Linked DNA regions of Arachis hypogaea: region 1 is linked to region 2. The links are chromatin contacts, called in public Hi-C maps. All regions are on one chromosome and are shown on one strand. The core of a region is the stretch at or near the end of the contact, and the rest is flanking DNA. Distances in the headings are between cores, read along the strand shown. Region 1 holds the start of LOC112769373. Region 2 holds the start of LOC112771370 (ribokinase).

What was found. Hi-C and Micro-C count contacts between places; a contact is called where the count stands out from the background.
Region 1: a Hi-C map of leaf shows a contact between it and region 2, with 5 times the contacts expected there. The contact joins the promoter of LOC112769373 here to the promoter of LOC112771370 in region 2. A contact is called at or near these places in 2 of 8 Hi-C or Micro-C datasets (leaf and an unstated tissue).

Annotation. Positions count from the first base shown.
Region 1 is chr18:39,045,452-39,052,236 of arahy.Tifrunner.gnm2.J5K5, reverse strand. It overlaps LOC112769373, which reads left to right and starts at 4,453. Exons shown (of 4, transcript XM_072223935.1): 1 at 4,453-5,005.
Region 2 is chr18:38,889,581-38,896,527 of arahy.Tifrunner.gnm2.J5K5, reverse strand. LOC112771370 (ribokinase) reads left to right here and starts at 2,945. Exons shown (of 5, transcript XM_025816097.3): 1 at 2,945-3,692; 2 at 3,965-4,150; 3 at 4,660-4,855; 4 at 4,948-5,060; 5 at 5,710-6,084. The coding sequence starts at 3,039. The coding sequence ends at 5,039.

The sequences.
Region 1 (6,785 bases), core at 3,204-5,703, 150 kb before region 2:
AGTAGGACAGGCATGCATCATACTGCATTTATTTGCTTTGTCTGGGTGTGCTTAAATATTTTAGTTTGCCTATCTGATAATTTTTGTCTAATTGTTATTTGTTGTACTTGCTGTAATTGCTCTTTGATTGTGTTTGCCTTGCATTATTTGTGCCTGTGATTGATTCTGTTTTGGGATTGAATTTTGATGGTGATTTGTTTTGAATTTGGACTGGAGGCTGAGTTGATTTGATTTAGGCCGAAGGCCGTGATTGGTTGGATCAGTGGTAAGTTTTGGTTAAACTGATTTCTTAGTAAGCAGTGAAATGTGTGGAATGTTATTTTGCGTGAAATTTTTATAAGAAAAATATGAATTTTAAATTTGGATAATGAACGGTTGATTACTGCGGTTGTTTTTCTAACAATTCTTAAACCCTTTGCTGAAAGCCACTGACCTCAAATACGAAGATAATAGGTATTGGTAATGGTGGCAACACTGAAGAAGCTTGATTGAAGCAATACTCTGAAAAATATGGTTAGCCCAGAACTTTGAAGTTTTTGAAAATAAAGACACCTCAAGTTCAAAAATAGTGTGAACTGCTTCTAACGCCATGGAAGAACTCTCTCAAGCTGCCCTGAGATAGTTTCCCCTGGTTCTTCTCATCTCAATGTTTTCTCTTTCTTTTCTTTTAGATGTTACATGTTATATGTTTGGCATTTGTCACTTTTTTTTTTTGTTTTGTTGTCCTTTTGAGGATCCACGTCGTTATTAACCAGTTAATAAAAAATTCTTACCTTTGTGAAAAAAGAGAATAACAACTAATTTTGATTTTCATTCCTTGTCGTTCTAAGGAACAGTAGAATACCGATTGAATTGTATAGCTATTGAAATCCGGTGAAATAAGTTGTTTCCTTCATTTAAACAAATTTTTTTTATAAAACTCCTTCTTTCTACTCTTATATGATGAGTGTCATCCCTTCTTTTAGACTTTTTTCATGTAATTCTTTTTTTTTATTTAATAATTGATTGTCTAATTATATCTATTCTTTTAATGAATATTTGTTTTTTATTTATATATAAAAGTAGCGGTTCTTTAATGTAGTCGAATAACTGTTGTGCCCTCTCAAAAAATAGAAAGAACTTAAAAAAATTTATTATTTTCTAATTTTAAAAATAAAAAATATTTATATTATAGTAATTTGACTTTTATTTTAAATATTAAATTTTTTTTATATTATAATTTTAAATGAACTAATTAATTTAAAAAATTTTATTAAGTAGAATGATTTTACGATTTAAATAATTTTATTATAATTTTATTTTATTTTATTTTTCTTTTATTTATTGATTCATATATGGCTTTAATAATGTGTGATGTGTACCTTATATACCCTGCCAATTTTTTGCGAGTTGCAAGGGTGACAAAGGACGGACTCTATAGGTCATGGGTGACAATACCAAACATGACATTTATAGAGTTGGTCAGTTGGAAAAGAGAGATTGAGAGACTGAAAAACAAAAAAAAAATCTTACTATTGTGTTTAATTTAAAATATATATAGTTTGATTTAAGGTGTAGGACACGGATTCGATGAACCGCATCTCTGTGTTACTGAAACTCCTAAAAAGTGATTTTGCTCACTGGTAAGCTAGATTGAGTAAAATAAAATATTTTATTTTAATAGGGTTTTTTTGTTATAATTTTTAAGAGAGGAATGTTTTCATAATTTTCTTTATCTTTTATCTTTTTATTTTATTCACTTTAATTGTAGTCTCCAATTCCATGTTAACTCAGAACTTTCTTCGTCTCCATGCTCTCTAACTCCTATCCAATAGCGGATCTAAGGAGGCTTAAGGTGATTATGGTCCCCTATTTAAAAAAAAAAAAAAGTAGTATTATTAGTTTATTATTATTATTATATATATATATATTAATTATAGATTAAATATATTTTAATATATTACACACTAAAAAAATATATGTTAGTAATTTAATATGTATAAATTATAATGTGTATTATAACATATTAATAATAAATAAAAAATAAATTTAAAAAACAATAAAAATTTATAAATATATAAATAATTGAAATATATAGGTTTAGATTAATGTAAAAAATTAATAACTATAAAAAAAATTTATTTTAATTTTTTCTATGACAACAATAATAATTGAATAGACTTTTTAAATAATAAAAATTATTATAATAAAATAAAAAAATAAATTTTTAGTAGATTATATGATTGTATATATTGAAAAAGAGAATGCTTCAAAATTTATTCTAAATAGAAAATTGATAATTTTAGTTATATGAAATATCGCAAAACAAATTTAAAAATACTAAAACTTAAAAGTATATAATTAAATATTAATTTTTATATAATATAATTATTAATTTTAACTTATATACTATAAATTATATTTTATTAATTTTTTATTATATTATATTTTAATTTATTTTATATTTAATTTGGTCCTCTTATCAAATTTTTGGATACGCCACCGCTCCTACCAGCTCCTCCCACTGTCGTCTTCCATGCTGGACTTCTAGAAACTAATACTGAATCTCCCTCATCACCATTACCACCACAATATCCCTTCCCCTCTTCATTCCCTCGACAACTTCTCCGAAATTATTGCTTCTGGGGTTCAAATCCAAGGCTCCCCGTGAAGAGAAACAGCTCCACTCGGAAGTCATCAAGCTTGGCCTTCAATCTGATCGCCATGTGCACACCTCAATTATTGCTATGTATGCTAAAGTTGGTGAATTGGGTGATGCAAGAATGGTGTTTGATGAAAGTCCTCTAAGAGATTATGTTTCTTTTACGGTTGTATGTCTTGGAGGTGAAGGATTGTGCTGGTGAGGAGGGGTCGTGCGCATTGGCGACGAAGATAGTCGCAAAGAAGCCATCCTGCCCAGCAGCGTTACACTCGTGCCAATTTCGCTGTTGTTCCTTCCCCACTCTGGCCTGATGCCTCCTCCCCTTCTCCGGTGTTCATCGATCTCTGCCTCCTGTGCAAAATAATACATAAAAAAAATACCTTGTCCAAAAACTTTTAATCAGTTTTGAATTAATTTAAACATTTGATTTTTTAATTTTTTGATATAATACTACAAAATATTTCAAATTTAATAATAATAACCATCACAAAATTATTATTTATAAAGTTGTCCCATTAGCACAAAAATCGCATAAATCATTAAGTAGCCAATCACATAAAACTAAATTTATAAGGATATTTATCGTTGGATTAAAAAACATATAAAGTCCAAAAGTTTCTCATTAAAAACGCTGCAAGCCAAATAATTTTGGCGTTTCGGTGCCACAAGCCCACCAAATCCGTGCCCTAAAGTGTATATAAATTTAGGTACATACTATACTATTTATATATACTTGCCTAACTTATTAAAAAGAGATAAAAATTAATATTTAAATTAAAAAATATAAAAATAAATAATTTTTTAATATTTAAAACTTACCATAAAAAATAAATTCGACAATTTTATCATTAAAATTATAAGTACCACAGAATTTGTCATAAATTTAATTATATTTCACTATTTTCTTTTGTTTGTGGTAAACATGGATACAGAAAGAAAGAAATTTCCTAATTTGCTTTTGTAGCCAATAAAATAAAGATTAAATTACACAGTTAGTCTTTATACTTTTAGTGAAATTATAAATTAGTTTTTACACTTTAAAAATTTATAATTAAATTCCTAAGGAGAATTAAAATTTGTAATTTAGTTTCTGCTATTTAAAAAATATTTGATTTAACAGAATATTCTTAGCATATTTTTTATTTTAAACATGTGAACTGCATATATTTGACAATATGGAGCAATTTGCAATTTTAGTGAAAGTATGAGAATCAACAGTGTAATTTAACCATTTGAAAATGACCAGAAACCTTCTAGGCTATCCGAACCCACCCCACCCTTCTCCAGCTCTCTCACTCACACTTTCTCAATTTCCAAAACGACACCCCAATTCCAGCGCTCTCTATAACACCCCAATTTTTCATAGAATTATTCTCAAAAATTCTGTGATGATAAAATTCGATAAATATCAGAAAATCATCTCATCATAAAATAATAAAATAGATTTAGGCTTAATAAGTAAAAAAAATAAATATGCCATAAAAAATAAAAACGTAAAATTAAAAACAGTACCAAACAGACTCCACCCTTTCATAAACAAACTAATTTTTCCTTCCTCCATTATAAAGCCATGGTTTTCTTTTTTTCCTTTTACCATATCTTTAATTATTCATTTGAATTAATTAAAGAAGAGCTTAGATACATCATTATAGCACATGATGGCACCTTTCTTCTCTCCTTGAACCGAATCAATTTCTTGTTTTTCAACTGAACTGATTTTCTTGTAACCAAACCATTAAGCTTTAACCATAGTTACACCCCTTGGGTTAATACCTAATGATCACTAACAGAGCATGTGTTGCTCCCTCCTTATATCAATCAACGTATCATCTTCACACCACCTCACTCCATTCTTCTTCTAATTATCAGACCTTTACTCTTAGTTCTCTACACTTCAACGCAAAACAAAAAGAAAGAATGCAAGAGAGGGAGCTGGCCGAGAGAGAGTAACGGAGTGGGAAGTGAAGTTGCTTCACTTTGATGATCTTCTCTAAACGAGTTATCAAAAACAAGAAAGGGCAAGCGAAAAGAGGTACCAACCGAATCCAGAAGACAGAAGCACTATTCTTCATCATTCTGATTCTTCGAAGCCTCCTTGCTGGGTGAAAACCAGCAACTCTTTCCCTTCTTCTTCTTCAAATTCAAAGAAAGAAATTCTTCCCCTTGTTCTATTTCTGCCATTCTAAATTCAATTTCTGCTAGTACAGTTATAACCGTAAGTAAAGGAGAAGTGAGAACTCTTCTCTTGCTCAAGCCTGATTCAGCCATTTGTCCTTGGGAGGAGTGACCGAATCTTCACTTTCGTGTGTCTAGGGTTCCTAATTCAAGGAAGAAGCAGAAATAAAATTTTGAACTTCAAAAGAGGTAAGGGTTAGAATGTCTAGAAGGATATGTTTGTGACTGATTGATGGTGCTGTTGGTGAATTGTGGGTTTGATAATGTTACTTGAGGTTTTATGTTGCTATGTGCAGAATTTACTTGAAGGCTAAAGGCCATGTTTTATGATTGAATTAGTTGGTAGTATGAGCTGTTGTGCTTGAGATGGATTTGGTTATAACTAAATCCACTTGAATGATGATGAATGATGATTTATTATGTGATTGAATGATAAAAAATGCATGTGAAAATTCTATTTTTAACATGATGCAGAAAAATGAATGTTCACTTATGTATAAGCACTTGAAAACTTGGAAAATATTGACTCTGGATTGTTAGGGCCGTGCTAATCACTCTAGCAACTTTGGTTAGTCACAAGAAAGATGGAATTATGGTTTTAGAGGAATTTTAGGCTTAAATATAAGATTTGGTATTTGAGGTTGTTGGAATTACTTGATGCAGAATTTCTGCATATTTGGTAGTGACTTAAAATAAATTCTGGGAACAGTCCAGACCACCATTTTGGATGAAATTATTTTTCTGTGAAACCTCGGTGTGTCTTGAATGTTCCATAAAAATTTCAAGGAATTTGGTCAAGTGGTTTAAAAGATATTAATTTTTGAAAAAAGTAGCTACTGCAGAATTTTTTTGGTTTTCTGGTTCTGCAGTGTCAATTTCAAACCACCGGAACTTTTGTTTTACTTAATATTTTAAGTTGCTTCTAAAGGAATTTTAAAGATCTGTAAGCTTTTTAAATTAGTACAAATTTCATGTCCATATCTATTTTTTAGCGTTAGTTATGTCTCTTGGAATCTAGGCTGTTTGCAAGAATTTCAGAACCAATTTAAAGAAAAAGAGCAGCCCTTCCAATTGACATTTAATTAACCAAACAAGGTGATATGAACCTGAAACTTGTTGATTCTGAAACCTAGGGGTGTTGAGTGTAATCTCACCAAAATTTAGAAGCAACGGATTAGAATTGAAATTATTATGGATTTTATAAAAACACTGCTATTTGTTGTTTTTCTGAATCCTTATAAGTGCAGTAGCAGAATTTTAAAACTTTGTATAAAATTCAATTCTAATCTAAATGCAGTAAAACTAACTCAAATTAAAGATTAGGATCTCTAGAATGACCTTACCAAGAGAGATAGTCCGTGCATAAGTTCTTTAGAAAAATATGATTCTTACTTCTTTAGAAACTTAAGTTTGATACGAACGCATGGACATAAAGTTTGCACGAATCTAAGTCTGTTTGTTATATTAATTATTAGATATAAGACTGGTCGCCAAAATGGTACTAGGCTAAACAAGTCAGGAAATGAACCAGAATGTAAGTTATTCCTAAGAAAGTTTAAAGTTAAGCGGTGAAGTGGAGGTATGTTTAGTTACATGGTGATGCGGAGGTATGTTTAGTTAAACGGTGATGCGGAGGTATGTTTAGTTACATGGTGATGCGGAGGCACAATGAAAAGAAAGAAAATGAGAACTAAGGAATGAAAAGGGTAATTATTCATGAGAATTGTATGTTTGAATGGGCCTTTGTACCAAATTGCTAATGCGAGAGTGCTCGCCTAACTGATAGCCTAAGGTTGCTAATGCGGGAATGTTCGCCTAACTGATAGCACTGTTTTTTATTGTGATGCACATTGAAATGTTATTATGAAGAGGCCTAACTGACATGGGTAACCGTGATGCCAATGTATCCTAATTGACATGGGTTCGTCCATGATAATATTGATGTGTCTGACTGACACAGCAAGAAACC
Region 2 (6,947 bases), core at 1,696-4,195:
GCTCTCTCTTCTCTTTAGAATTTAGGGTAGTTTAGGTTTAATTCTCTCAAATTCACCTTTCAATTCTTGTTTTGATTTAGTTTTCTCTTTTAATTTCTTGTTGTTACACCTTTGTTCTTCTAGTTCTTGTTGTTAATTTCCCTATTTTGCCATTTTTATGTTGATGAACCATTCTTAGATCTTAATTTTTCTTTTAATGCAATTTCATGTTTCTATGCTTCTTTTATGATGATCTTGCTTGCTATTATTGATTTCTTGCTTGTGGTATTCATGGGTTTCCTTTAATTCTTGTATTTTATGATGTTTACTTTTCTTGCACACTAAGTGTTTGATATAATGTTTCCTTTAGTTCTTGAGTAGTTTTCTTTACTCTTGGCCTAGGCTAAGGGAATTGGATGACCTTGAGTCATTGGGTCTCAATGATTTGGTGATTTGAGAACCCTTGGTGATCAATTTGATACCCATTGACACTAACCCACTACTAATCTAATTAGTAGATAGGTTGGAACTTATGGGTTGATGTGATCAAAGCCATTTGACGTACTTCAAGCCTAGGAGTAGATATTACGTACTTAAGGCTTTTGGAAGTAGACTTAATGAGCTTGGCCTCTCATAATTATCAATATATAGTTTGTAGACAAGGATGGTGATCTCAATTGCCTATGTCTAGCCAAGAGTACTTTCCTTTATTTTATTAGTTCTTGTTATTTTACCTTCTTGTCATTTACTTTGTGCTTTTATATTTTCTTGCAACAATATAAAAATCAAACCCCTTTACATCCTCTATAGCCAATAATTAAGCATTTCATTGCAATTCCTTATGAGACGAACTGGAGTTCAAATACTTCGGTTAATTCTTTTTGGGGTTTGTACATGTGACAACTCAAATTTTTGATGTGGGAATTATTTGTTGGTTTAGAACTATGCTTACAACGAAGTTCTTATTTCTAGAAGAGAAATTCTAAACCATTGAGTAATTCTCTTAAATTAGTATACAAGATCAAGACTCGCTCTGATGCTTCTATTGACCGTTATAAGGCACGATTGGTTGCTCAAGGTTGTACGCAAGAGTATAGTATTTACTATGAAAAGACTTTTACTCCTGTTGCTCATCTCACATCTATTCGAGCTTTTCTTGCCATTGCTGCGGTCAAAAAATGGTCTCTCAGTCAGATGGACGTGAAGAATGTATTTCTTAATGGAGATTTGAAAAAAAAGGTCTATATGAAACTCCCTTCGGGTTATCCTTGTCCTTCTAGCAAAGTTTGTCCCCTTCGCAAGGCACTTTATGGTCTTAAGCAAGCTCCTCGCGAATGGTTTGACAAGTTCAACACCACTATATGCAATCTCGGTTTCACTTACAGCCCTAATAAGAATGCTCTCTTTATTCGTAAAAGTGAACATAGAATTGTTCTTCTGCTTTTGTATGTTGACAACATGATCATTACTGGAGATGATGTTGATGGTATCTCTTATCTCAATGCCTCCCTTCACCGTATTTTTGAGATGAAAGATCTTGGTTCTCTCAGTTATTTTCTTGGTCTCGACGTCATATCCACAGATGATGGTATCTATCTCTCTGAAGCTAAGTATGCTTCGGATCTTCCTGCTCGAGCCGGTATTACAGATAGTCGCACTGAGTCTACTCCTCTTGAGCCTAATGTTCGTTTTACTCCTATGGATGACACTGTTTTGGATATCCTACTCTTTATCGGCAGTTAGTTAGAGGACTAGTCTACTTAACTATCACCCGACCGGACATTGCCTATCTGACTCATGTTCTTAGCCAATTCTTGTCAGCTCCTCGTACTACTCACTATGCGGCAGTTCTTCGCGTTCTTCGCTACATCAAAGGCACCCTATTTCATGGCCTTTATTTTATACATATTCATTGTTATCCCTTCAAGCATACTCTTACTGATTGGGCTGGTGATCCAACTGATCGTCGTTCTACTACTGGTTATTGTTTGTTTCTTGGCGACTCTCTCATTTCCTAGCGAGCTAAGAAGCAAACATTCACTGCTCGATCAAGCACAGAAGCTGAATACCGTACTCTTGCTGACACCACTGCTGAGGTTGTCTCGATTCGTTAGCTTCTCGAAGACTTGGGTGCATCGCAGTCGTTCCCCACTGATGTTTTTTGTGACAATCGCATTACTATTCAAGTTGCCCATAATGATGTGTTTCATGAACGCACTAAACACATTGAGATTGATTGTCACTTTGTTCCACAATGCATCCTTATTGATGCTGTTCGTCTCATCGCTGTTGGAACACTGGATCAGACTATTGATATCTTTACGAAGGCTCGTCATCCGACTCGTTTTCGGACTCTGGTATCTAAACTCAAGATGGTATCTTTAGCTCCCACTTGAGTTTGAGGGGGGCTATTAGAGAATAAATTAGAATCAATATTAGATCAATTAGTATCATTATATTTATATAGCATATATGTATATTAATTATAGAATTGTATACTTTCATTACTCTGATTCTTCCAACACTTATATATATCTCTTATACATTGTACTTTTTCACAACCTGAATAATACACTCTTTTATATTACTCTCTTGTTTCTAACAACATCAAAGCCCAATATTAAAAATATAAAAAAATTGTGTGCATACAAAAAATAGTTACTATGTGTATAATTTATTTTGATATATATTTATATTTTAATATATATTTTATACCTGTAACTAATTTAATAGTTAATTTATTGTGTATATAGTAATAAAAAAATCAATCCTTTTAAAGAAGTTAAAAATAAAGATATTATTAAATAAATTTTGTAACATTTACAATACAAATAAAACAAAAGAAAAATATTTTAAAAAATTGGTATTTACAAAAACCATTGGCTTAATTAATTCCCATTTTAGCTAAACTAATCCCAAGTGGATCCTAATCCTAGATAAAAGGTGGTCCAACAAAGTCACTTTCGCATAGGAAATAGCCACATCTATCTCGGTACCCATTGACTTTGTCGCATGTGTGCGCAAGAGAGAATACAGAAAAACTAGAGAAACCAACTACAATGAAGGGAATACACCTTTCACCACCACCAACACAAACCACGAACACAATCCAATTGCAAACCTTTCCCACCACTACCACCAACCCCAACCAAGTTCAATTCCTCCCATTCCAAACAAAGCATAACAACAAGAAGAAAAAACCCAAGACACCAATCCTATGTCTCTCTTCGACAAACCCATCCAAAATCCACCCACAACCGCCGCTCGTGGTGGTCGGTTCCGCGAATGCCGACATCTACGTGGAGATCGACAGGCTCCCAAAGGAAGGCGAAACACTGCCAGCTAAGACTGGGCAGACCCTCGCGGGCGGGAAGGGCGCAAACCAGGCAGCTTGCGGAGGGAAGCTGTCCTACCCGACGTACTTCGTCGGGCAGGTCGGGCAGGACTCGTATGGGAAGCTTGTGACCGAGGCGCTGAGGAGTGGTGGAGTGTGTCTTGATCACGTGACGACGATTAGTGGTGGAACCCCAACTGGGCATGCTGTTGTGATGCTGCAGTCTGATGGGCAGAACTCCATAATTGTTGTTGGTGGTGCGAATATGAGCTGCTGGCCTGAGATTCTTCCTCAGCATGATCTTGATGTTGTTAGGAACGCTGGCATTGTCTTGCTCCAGAGGGAAATCCCTGATGCTGTCAACATTCAGGTCGCAAAGGTTGGGTTTTCTCTTTCCAAGGCAATTGCATTTTGTGTTTCTTCCGTTCCCGTGGGGTTTCTATTTGAGTATGTGTGTGTTGTGAATCCGTACTGCTTCAGAAGCTAAAAGTGATTGAAAGAGATATGATTGGCATTCTTTTACAACATTGGCCTCGTTGTGCCTACTTATTGGTCAAATTTCATCAAAATTTCCCCTTTCTCATTTTCTTTCCTTAATCAAGTTTCTAGTTTGTGATTATCGCATTATGTATTATGATGTTATAAATACAGGCTGCAAGGAGTGCTGGTGTCCCAGTAATTTTTGACGCTGGGGGCATGGATTCTCCAATTCCACAAGAATTACTGAACTATGTTGATATTCTGAGCCCTAATGAAACTGAACTTGGTCGCCTTACAGGAATGGCAACTGAAAGCTTTGAAGATATTGCACAGGCTGCAGCTAAATGCCATAAATGGGTGAGTTCTGTATTACATTTGGGTCATCATGAAATGCTTTTTTGTATTACCTTTCTTGTATACCATTTTCATTGCCTATGGATCTTTTGAGAGGAGTATATTGTTTCAGTATCAATTTGAAAAACTGATCACTCTGTGCATTGATGTTATATGCGATGTTGGTTAACTAAGATATGCCATTATATATATTTTATCCCTTAATTGGGTGGCACACAGCAACTGTTTAATTTTATGGTTTTCATTACCCACCCTTATAATTTTCATGACTTAGATAAATAAATAAATAGAAGTTGTTCAATAACTGTTGAAGCTATTTAATTGCACTTGTCCTCTCAATATCTTGATTGTTTTTTTTATTCCAAGTTGTCTCAATTTCTCTTCATGTGTCTTTGTTGATTGCAAAATGCTGATTGATAGATGAATGACACTGTGGTTGCAATGGCATTATTTATGTCTGTGTGATTCTAGTTTGTATGCCATTAGTGTTCTTTATGTTTCTCTATTGTTAGGGAGTTAAGCAAGTCCTTGTGAAACTCGGGGAGAAAGGATCAGCACTTTTTATTGAAGGAGAAGAACCAATTCAGCAACCTGCCATATTTGCTAAGAAGGTTCTTGATACCACTGGGGCTGGTGATACTTTTACAGCTGCTTTTGCTGTTGCATTAGTTGAGGGCAAATCCAAAAAGGAATGCCTCAAATTTGCCGGTATGCTTTACCGTAGGCATTTCCCTTTTCTTTCTACAATTTTCCATTATGGAAGATGTGCCTAACTCTTGTGTGCCAATTTTGTGCAATAGCTGCCGCGGCTTCTCTTTGTGTTCAAGTGAAGGGGGCCATTCCCAGCATGCCTGATAGGAAATCTGTTCTGGAACTTCTTAACTATCATTGAGAATCTTGCATAAGACAAAAGGTGATTATTTTCATACTCACCCAGTCACCCTTCATTTGTACTTCTTATTTATTAGTCCGAAAAATTAAAAAATCCTCTTCTGATATCATTTAGTCAACGACATAATGTCAAGTTTTCAACTTACATAGGAAGTTCCTGGTGTTTGGATCTTAAATTGTCAGTGTTCATGATTCTTGGTTAATTATTATTTAAATGAGAAATGATAAATTCCCATCATTGGATCCTCCCAAATATGAAATATCCTTCCGATGTCTTGAAATCTTAAGAAGCAATAATCACTCTGTTTGAGAATTTTCAAATACACCTTTGGGGATCATTCCATTTATTGAAAAAGTTCTGTAGTTTAATGTTCAAAACTTGTTCTCTAAGGCCGCGATTATGATTTTTAATGTTAAGGGTGTTTGTGAGTTATGATTTTGAAAGCGACGAGGAAAGGGAGGGTTACTCTTCATACCCTTCCTTTCCATGCATGTGCTCTCGCATTAGAGGTGTGGTACCAGTGCTTGCATCGGAGAATCTTGTTATTTTTCTTTCATGTTATTGTTAATCAACTTAAACAAATTACAGTAAACATTGATGACGTTGAAACACAAAAGACAAAACTGATATCAATTGACACATATTCTTTGCAACCTTTGATCTGCCACAGGTTAGATTCATTACCAGAATCACCACTCATGACAAAGGGAAAGAAAGATCCCTGAAAGAGGACACAAGGAAAGCAGAATTTTTCGCCAAGTTTATGCCATTGAAATAAGGTTAAGCTACCCACTTAGGCTGAATAATCACTTCTGAGGTTAAAGAAAAAGTTTGGTTCATGGGGTTGTAACATACATGCAAAAAATCATTTTAATAAATTAGCTTGTTTAATTTTAAGGGGGAAAAGAAGACAAAAGGAAAAAGATCTCCTGGCTAATGTGATGAGTTTTCTGGCCAAAATGTTAGCTTGTTGGCTTTCTAGGATTTTCCTTAGGCTATATTTGGACTGATGGTACTCAGAGGAATAGAACAGAATTCAGCAAAATTTAATGAGTTTCTATTGTTTGGATTAATAATATATGATGGAATGAAAAGGTTGGTAATGAAGTAGATTTCACTTTGCTTCATTAAAAGATTCCGTTTATGATGCAATGAATGAAGTCTTTGATGAATGATGATCAAACAATGGATAAATGACTTTCAATAATTTTGGGGTTTATAATCATTTAAAAGGGGAATAAACTCCTACCCCGATTCCTGTCTATCTACACAAAGGATAATACTATCTTTAACAAATTAAATGAACAATATCCAAAGTTTACGCGAGTTGTAAATTATTGAGTGGTCAATATTCACATACAGAATAATAATATATAAGAAACAGAAAATAAGTATACTTGTTGGTAAAATCATATTTTATTTAAACAAAAAATAGTGAAACCCATATAATTTGTCATTCACTCTTACTCTCTTTTCTGTATACTTTTATTTTGAACGAGAATAGACACTTTATTGAGTATGCTTATTTTACAAAAGAAAACTTCTGTTGTTTTTGAATTCTAGACTTTTAAGAAAAAGAAATGTTGATACTGAGGATTGGGGTTGTCCAATCTATTTGACCAAAAAAAAAAAATAAATATTAAATTATTTGAACAAACACAAATGCGTTGGTCTTATGTTTTAAGTCAAACAAGTATTTTTTTTTTGTAATAACATTACGAGAATATAAATTTTTTAAAATTACGTCGATTTTATCTTAACATTATAGATTATGGCACAAAAGATTTATAAAATTAAATTACTTTTATAAAAAAGTCGTAGGGGACAAAAGTTTGTAAACCCCGCTAAATTAGTAAATAATTAGTCAATAAATTGAATTTTAGTAAGAAAAATTAGAAATGTAAATCT